Linked DNA regions of Canis lupus: region 1 is linked to region 2. Evidence: chromatin contacts called from public Hi-C data. All regions are on one chromosome and are shown on one strand. The core of a region is the stretch at or near the end of the contact, and the rest is flanking DNA. Distances in the headings are between cores, read along the strand shown. Region 1 overlaps LOC102152366 (a long non-coding RNA gene). Region 2 holds the start of C32H4orf3.

The links. A called contact is a pair of places that touch in the nucleus more often than the background predicts.
Region 1: a Hi-C map of blood shows a contact between it and region 2, with 4 times the contacts expected there. The contact joins the enhancer-like site here to the promoter of C32H4orf3 in region 2. A contact is called at or near these places in 2 of 9 Hi-C or Micro-C datasets (both in blood).

What each region holds. Positions count from the first base shown.
Region 1 is chr32:2,333,598-2,337,963 of UU_Cfam_GSD_1.0, forward strand. LOC102152366 (a long non-coding RNA gene) reads left to right here. Exons shown (of 12, transcript XR_005382595.1): 2 at 1,749-1,903. Among named protein-coding and RNA genes, the nearest start is that of PRSS12, 87 kb to the left of the region's middle. Within about 2 kb of position 1,929, at least 4 of the 20 cell types and tissues checked have an H3K27ac peak or open chromatin away from gene starts, as enhancers often do. A contact at or near this core is called in blood, where this site is marked.
Region 2 is chr32:1,611,434-1,615,992 of UU_Cfam_GSD_1.0, forward strand. It overlaps C32H4orf3, which reads left to right and starts at 2,196. Exons shown (of 3, transcript XM_038582449.1): 1 at 2,196-2,290; 2 at 2,456-3,037; 3 at 4,465-4,559. The coding sequence starts at 2,196. The coding sequence ends at 2,972.

The DNA.
Region 1 (4,366 bases), core at 679-3,178, 720 kb after region 2:
TCTCAAACAGACTTCTGCTGAGCACAGAGCCTAAAGCCGGGCTCCATCTCATGACTCTGAGATCATGACCTAAGCTGTGAGATCATGACCTAAGCTGAAGTCAAGAGTTGGACACTTAATTGATTGAGCCACACAGGCAGTTCTCACTCTGTCTTTTTATACCAGTATCATACTATAGCTTTGCAATATTACCAACCACGAAGCATGATGTCTCCAGTTTTGTTCTTTTTCAAAATTGCTTTGACTATTTGGATCTTTTGTAGATCCAAATACAAATTTTAGCATTGTTTGCTTTATTTCTGTGAAAAATGCATTGGAATTTTGACAGGGATTGTATTGACTCTGTGGATTGCTTTGCACAGTAGGAACATTTAAACAATATTCTTCCAATCAATGAGTGCAGAATTTCTTTCCATTTATTTATATCATCTTCACTTTCTTTCATCAGTGGTTATAATTTTCAGTATATGGGTTTTTCAATTTTTAGTGTATTTCTGTATGAATCAAAGTACTAGTTATCTATTTTTTTTTTAATTTATTTATGATAGTCACACAGAGAGAGAGAGAGAGGCAGAGACACAGGCAGAGGGAGAAGCAGGCTCCATGCACCGGGAGCCCGACGTGGGATTCGATCCCGGGTCTCCAGGATCGCGCCCTGGGCCAAAGGCAGGCGCCAAACCGCTGCGCCACCCAGGGATCCCCTATTGTTTTTTTTCAGATTAACCTAAGCACGTGGATTTTTTAAAAATTTTTTATTTATTTATTTATGATAGTCACACAGAGAGAGAGAGGCAGAGACACAGGCAGAGGGAGAAGCAGGCTCCATGCACCAGGAGCCCGACGTGGGACTCGACCCCGGGTCTCCAGGATCGCGCCCTGGGCCAAAGGCAGGCGCCAAACCACTGCGCCACCCAGGGATCCCAGCATCGTGGATTAAAACAATAAGCATTTATTATCTCACACAAGTTTTGTGGATCAGGATCCAAAAGCAGCCTATCTTAGTTGTTGCATGAGGTTGCAATCAGGATATTGACTGAGGCTGCAGTATCATCTTCCAAGGTGGCTCACTTACCTGCTTGGCAAGTTAATGTTAATTGTTGGCAGGAAGTCTCATCCTCAGCTTGTGGATCTCCATTAGGCTGCTGCTGAGATGTTCTCATGATATGGCAGCTGGCTTCTCCCAAAGTGAGTGATCCAAGAGAGGAAGTACCAATGATTTTATGACCTAGTCTGAGAAGTTACATGCTATCACTTGTTAGAACCAAGTTATTACTTCCAGCTCACACAAAAAGGGAGAGAAATTAAACTCCATCTCTTAAAGGAGAGAATGTAAAAATTTGTTGACACAAGTTAAAACTGCCACATTAAGAATGGTTGAGGTTATGTTGCAGTTAATGAACAGTCTACAATCTTTGGCGCTTAAAACAACGAGTGTTTCCTATCATGTTCTTGTTTAAAGATTTTCTACTATATGCTGGACCCTGTTCTTGGTGTTGGGGCAGGAACAATAAACAGACAAAATTTCTTACTCATGGAGTTTATATTTTAGTGGCACAAAATTGACATAAATAAGAGTATTAGAGTTATATCAGAGGAGTAGAACTACTAGGATATCAATATCAATACTGATATTTCTAGTGTAAGGTCAACCAAAGCTGTCAAAAGGAGGAAGCAAGGAAAAATGGCAACTGCAAGGATGAACTGAAATCCATGAAAATAAAGTGGAATCTGCATTCATTTTCCTCTAGTTCCAAGGATTCAACTTTGATGATAGAGGTGATCTGCAGGAGGAACTGGTCCTTTGTCACAGACCCACAAGTTGCAGAGGTTGAAACGGGCAGGAGTTGAAGAAGGTACAGACCTGGCTGCAGCCCCACACCAACAAAATGAGCTAGCAGATTAGGTGAGAATTTGCATAATCTGCAACATTGCCTCATGCCCTGTACTGACCTAAGTGTGAAAGTATATGACTGCTGTTTCACTTTCAATTACTATGCAAAATATCTCTTGTGGCCATACTAACCTGTAACTATTCAGGCGAGGAAATGAAACTGTAATACTAGGTTAGCTAAATTGACAAAATAGAAATCAACCACAATAAGTAAATTATATGAAAATTTAAAGTCAGTAAGTGCAATAGAGAAAATAAAGGTAGGGATGAGAAATGTTTGCAGTGAGGATAGGAATTATAATTTAAAAAAACATTCAGGGTAGATCTTGAGATGGTGACATTAGGTCAAACAAAAAGACTTAAGGTGAAGGAATGAAACGTGCTGATATCTGGAAGAATATTGTTTTTTTTAGCGATTTATTCACTAAGAGAGAGAGAGAGAGACAGCATGAGCAGGGGGAAGGGCAGAGGGAGAGAGAGACTCTCAAGCAGACTCCATGCTGAGTGTGGAGCCTGACCTGGGGCTTGATTCAACCCTGAGATCACCACCTGAATGGAAACCAAGAATCAGGTGCCCCTAGAAGAAGAATATTCTAAGTCTTCAGTGCTTCCTGAGTGGCACCATAGCTGCTGTGGTAGACAGCCTTTTCTAAGATTCCTAATGATTCCCACATCATATTATTCCCTCCTTTATGTAATTCCCTTGCCTTAAGTGGTGAAGTGATGAGATCTCACTTCTGAGATTATGTTATAAAAGACTCTTCTTTTTTGCTACCATTGCTTCTCTTGTCTTTTTGGATTGCCTGCTGTGATGAAGCAAGCTGCTATATTAGAGTGGCCTATGTGGCAAGGAACAGAGGGTGGTCTCTGGCCAACATGCAGTAAGGAACTGAGGCTGTCAGATCAATAGCCCCTGAGGAACTGAATCTTGACAACAGCCGTGTAAGTGAGATTGGATCTTTAACCATTTGAGCCTTGAGATGACTACAGCCCCAGATGTTGATTGTAGTCTGTGAAAGACACTGAAGCAGAGAATCCAGATAAACCAGATAATATTGTTTTAAGTGAGTAGTACATTTAAGAATTGTTTGTTATGCAGCAATTGATAACTCATATACGTGGCATGTTCAAGGAATAAAAATGAGACCAGTTTGGCTGAAGTGGGGTAACCAAATAGCAAGTGAAGTTAGAAAGGTGATAGGTTTCCTAGGGTTTTTTGCATCATTAAATGACTTTGAGTTTTCGTTTTTTTTTTTTTTTTTTTTTTGAGTGAACTTGGTAGCTGTTGGAGAGTTTGGAGGAGAGGAGTGATATGATCTGACTTAGGATTTACATGTTTCTTCTCAAAGCACTATTGAGAAGACACACAGTGTCTAGGGATAGTGTTTGAGTAGGGCAACCAGTTAGGCTAGTATGGTCATACAGATGAGAGAATGGTGATGACAATGATCCCAGTAGAGGAAATGAATGATTCAATTCTCAATATATTTTTATGATAGAGCTTATGGAATTTGATGATTGGGTATAGGTTGTAAGAGATATCTTTTAGACATTTGAGTAGAATTTTTGACTAGGGAATTTAATATGGAGTGTGGAGTTAATATGGAGTTCTGGGGAGAGGTCTGGACTGAGAGCTATCCAAGTGTAGAAGGCACTTAATGCCATGAGATTGGATACTAATAACAAGGGAGTAAAAGATACATAGAAAATGAGATCAAAGACTGAGTCCTTATGCCTTCTTAACATTTATCTACCAGGAAAAGAAGCAGGAACCAGCAAAGGATATTGAGAAGTTAGGTAAGGAGGAAAGCCATTGGAGTGTGGTATCCTGAAGTCAAGAAGAAAGTTTTTCAAATAAGAGAGAGTGATCAACTGTTCATGGTACAAGTAAAACGGAAGTTGAGCAATGACTATTGGATTTAGTAATATGAAGGTCATTTAGGACCTTGGTGAGAACAGTTTCACAGAGAATGGAAAGGGAATTGGAGACTATGGACTTAGTTAACCCATTTGCAGTTATGCTAGAAAACGGAAGAGAAATGGGGGAGTATCTAGAGAGGGATATGGGATCAAGAGTGGATTATTTTTTTTTTTTTTCCTGGAAGTGTTACAATTCCAGATTTCAAGATACTACAAAGCTATAGTAATCAAAGCAGTATGGTACTGGCACAAAAACAGAACAGAGAGTTCAGAAGTAAACTCACACTTTCATGGTCAATTAACCTTAGACAAAGGAGGCAAGATACACAATGGGAAAGATAGTCTCTTCAACAAATGATGCTGGAAATATGAGACTTCTTTCTTACACTATACACAAAAATAAATTCAAAATGGATTAAAGACCTAAATGTGAGTGAGACCTGAAACCATAAAGCTTCTAGAAGAAAACATAGATAGTAATTTTTTTGACCATAGAAACATTTTTTGTGAGTATATCTCCTCTGGCAAGGGAAACAAAAGCAAAATAAAACCGGT
Region 2 (4,559 bases), core at 946-3,445:
AAAATACATATCATTCTTCAGTTTTTGGTGAGTCAACTGTACGTGGAAAAACCTCTATGGAAGCTCAAGGACTGTCCTTTGCTCAAAGACATTAGAAGGGAGTTTTTTTCCTTTTTATTGAAAATCCCGATGGTACTGGACCTTTCCCACATGACATATCAAGTCAATACTACAATCAAACTTTTTGGTCTGATTCCACAGGTGCATCCTCAAGCCTCTCATGAAGGTCAGAAATCATTTCATTACTGACTCTTATGGTACAGACACTTACCAAACCACCAGATTTTACAGCAGGTTCCCAGCGTAACCCGGGAGCAGCTGAGTTGCCAAAGGCCAAAGATCACATATGGGGAAACAAAAAATTTGCGCTAACCTAATCATATAACAAAACCATGCCTTATTGCTGCTAAGGCCTAATTGCAGGCCTCCTATATCCAATATTTCACAACCTGTTCTTCTAGAGACTGACAGGAATACACAGAAGATGGAGATGTGCAGATGCCAATAAGGCAGGTGACAAGATACATCAGACCCCAACTTAGTAGGTCAAAAGTTTCATTCTGATCTCATCCATGAATGGTACTGGTCTTTTTTTTTTTTTTTTTTTTTTAAGATTTTATTTATTTACTCATGAGAGACACAGAGAGAGAGAGAGAGAGAGAGAGAGAGAGAGAGAGAGAGGCAGAGACACAGGTAGAGGGAGAAAGCAGGTTCCATGCAGGGAGCTGGATGTGGGGCTGGATCCTGGGAGCCCAGAACCACACCCTGGGCTGAAGGCGGCGCTAAACCGTTGGGCCACCCAGGCATTCCGGTACTGGTCTTTTTATCTTATGTGATGATAAGGTATACAAAGAGTTCCACCTAGACGGTCAGGATGATGCGGACTCAGATTCCTGATACTCTCTGTCCTGGTACTCCACCTTAAATGCCAGCCCAATTACAAACTTAGGGTCCTTTGGTCTTAAAGTAGTGCCACATGAATACACTAAACAAGATGTTACAGAAAACTGGCTCGTGCATCACAATTCTAAGTTCTTTTTTCAATATTGGGCTCCCTTTTCCCAGGCTTTCAAACTCTTGAGTTGGAAAAGGCAGTTCTAAATCTTTCCACAGAAATATAACAGGATTTCAGTATCATTACACACACATTGGAAGCCCTTCTATCATCAGTTAATAGTTTAGGCTTTCTGTTATACTCCAAAGTTACCTCTTCCTAGACACACTGACAGCCCCAAAGGAGGAGTTCAGGCAATCACTGGTGAAGAATGCTACTTCTGTGTAAATTGCTTGAAACAAATAGTGTTTAACCTGCACCTTTTGAAAGACCAGATAAACACTCTCCATCAGATAAATGAGGTTCAGCCATTCTGTTGGGCTGACCTATTTCTAGGGATAGGAGGCTGATTTAACAGGATATGAGGAAATGTGCTTCGACTTATTTCCTATGTATTCTTATCCTAACCTATTCTTTCCCTTTGCAGATAGATCCCTTGCCACTTGGCTGCTAACTTCTTTTTTTTTTTTTCTCCACAGCCACCAATTCAGCTTTCATGTAAAACTTCTAATGAACTTTCAGACAGAGGAAATGAAGGAGTTCAGAGTGTGTCACCCCAAAATACACTGCTTTGGCATATTGATTAAGTTAAAGGAGCCTGAGAAACAGCAGGTGCAAGAGGGCCACTCTGGCCTTCCTCAATTCTTCCCGACAGGAGATAAAACTCCCATGTGAAAGGTGCCTACCCTCTACGAGGAGGAAGAAAAACATTCTTATCACCAGAGATGGGGAATCAGGCTGAGAAATCTGTACAAACAAACCTTGGGACCCTGATGTTTATCTCCCTGTCATTCTTCACAATTTACCACCCCTGACCCAAACCCCTTTGCCTGGTTTGACTCTCTATCTAAAAGGAGTAAAGCTTTCTGTTCTGGTCGCTTCTTTTATCTTCATTCTCTTGTGAAGGTTCTCATGTGCACATAAAAACCAAAAACTAATAGACCTTGAGTGCTTTTCCCCTGAAGTCTCATCTTATGTCAGTTTAATGCCTAGGCCCTGCTGGAGGCCCAAAGAAGGTCGGTAGAGGGGAATTTTTCCTCACTTACAATGGCCATTTTCTTTCTGCTAGCACTCCAATCTCCTAGGGGGTCACATTCCCAAAAGCTTGGGGGTTACCCTTAAATTCACTCCCATGGGGTACATGCCGCAGTCTCAGGATTTGCTCTCGGCCTCCTTAGAAGCCCCGGCTCTTACTTACGACGTCCACCTCATTATAACTGTTTCAGGAATGAATAGGTGTGACGTGCCATATACACAATACAGACCCTATCAGAGGGGGCCCTAAACCCTTGGCAATGAGGACCCGAAAGAAATACAGGGACAAGGAAAGGTGACCGTGGGCAGTTCCTGGGTGGGATCCAGCACCTGACGTCCGCGGGACTTGAGGGTGACTTCTTCCAGGGAAACCAGTCTAACCAGCTCTCCCTCAGGGCGCAGCAGAGCCGAAGGGGCGGCCCCGCGCACGCCGCGGCCGGGAGGAGGCCGAGCCCCGCCGAGCTGCGCGCCGAGCTGCCCGCCGAGCTGCCCGCCGAGCTGCCTGCCGAGCGTCACGGAGACAGCGAAGCGCCGGAAGGCGAGGGGACCAGGCCGTTTCCGGGGAGGGGAGCGCGCATGCGTAGGCGCCGCGCTGTGGCCGTTTGCGGGCAAGGCGAACCCGGAAGTGCGGGACCTGAGGGATTTCCGGCTGCGGCGGGGCGACGACTGGTGGGTGATGGAGGCGGGCGCAGCAGCAGAAGATGGTCGGGACGGCCCCCGGGAGCGACTGCGCTTGGGCGAAGCCGGGAGGCAGCCGCAGAACCACGAAGTGCGGCCTCAATCCGCAGCCGACCGGTTTCCGAAACATTCCTACTGGCTGGATCTGTGGCTCTTCATCCTCCTCGACGTGGTGTTGTTCGTCTTCGTGTATCTTTTACCGTAGTGAGTACTCGGAACGCGGAGTTGAACGGGTAGGGAGCCGACCACCACGGTGTGGGCGTTGGCCAGGTAACTGAATTCCAGGGAGTAGGGTACGCCCAAAATAATGACCCAGCTGGCCAAGTGGCAGAGTCGACTGGGGTGCTGGGGGTCGGGATGAGACGAAGTAAAGTGTTCTTCCTGGGCACCTCAGGGTCTTCAAAGAGGTGTGGAAGGAATTTGGCTTCATAATTTCTTCTTCTTATGTTTTGGAATGAAACCACCTGGGGTTGGGGGCACCTGGGTAGCTCAGGTCATGATCCCCGGGGCCTGGGATCCGCGTCAGACTCCCTGCGGAGCGCGGAGCCGACTGCTCCCTCTCCCTCTGCCCCTCCCTTCCACTTGTGCTCTCTCATAAAAAAATAAAATCTTACAAAAGAAAAAGAAAAGAAAAAGAAAAAGAAACCAGCTGGATTTGAGTTCCTCTAGTACCGCAAAATTAGAGATACTATTTAGCTTTTCTGAGCTTCATTTTTCCCATTTACCACTTGGGACCAGTAGTAACCAGGTCATAGGGGTGTAGTGAGGATTAAATGACATAGTACTTGATCCGAAAGCGATGTGCACGCTTGCCCGGCAGCAGTAAGCGCTCGACGAAAGGTGGTGTTGGCTGTACTGCGCAGCTTGACGTCCCGCAGGCCGGGTAGAGATCTCAGACAGGTCCAGATATGAACGCTTAATAACGTCTTACTAAGACGTTATTTTTCAGGGTCCCCATTTCGGTAAATGTTAACGCACTCTGAAAAGACAGTTTTGGAAAGGGTAAGGGAAGGAAGGATAAAGAAAGGGCAGGGGAGCAGAACAAGAAGAGGGAGACGGGACTGAAATGATGAGGGAAAATTCAGGAGAAGCAGTGAGCTGAAGAGAGAACCTGTGGAAAAGCGGCGCAGCTCATTTGGTTGGACATTAGGGAGCTCGCTTGGACTTCAGGGTTGTTTGCTTAACCGTAAGTTAACTTTTCTCCATCATTATGCTTAAGAATTTGTAATCCTTGATAGGCAATTATATCTTCCTTCCCCACCTCCAAAATTTTGGCAAAGATTTGGGCATAAACTCATTGTATCTAAGGCCCCATTGTTGCTGGTCTCTTGGATAGTGTGACAAGATTAGAAGGCAGAAGGTTGAGTGGGTGAATGGAAGAGATGGGGATTTCTTTAAAATCCTCTGCCCAACCATTAGAGTCTCCACTCTCCTCTGCTTTGCCTTTTTTTGCTAAAGACTGATATCTCAAATATGTTTTCTTTCCTTTTTCTTTTTTTAAATGACACGAGTTTTAAGTTTTGGGTAGAAAATGGAAGCCTTAGGAGGTATACTCCAGGCTTTCTCTCTCTCTCTCTTATCAACATATAAATCATTTAGGAATAGGTAAATGACTGAGACAACCTGGATTTTCAGATATTGGGGTAAAGTATTAAAATGGGAAGGAGACATTGTTGACAAATATTTGGTTTTTACAGAATGGTTTGCCTGATGTCTAGATTAAGAAGTTGGTTCCTGGAGTGGATTCTGAGAATGACTACAAACCTCTTGAACAAAGAAGACAGGATTGTGC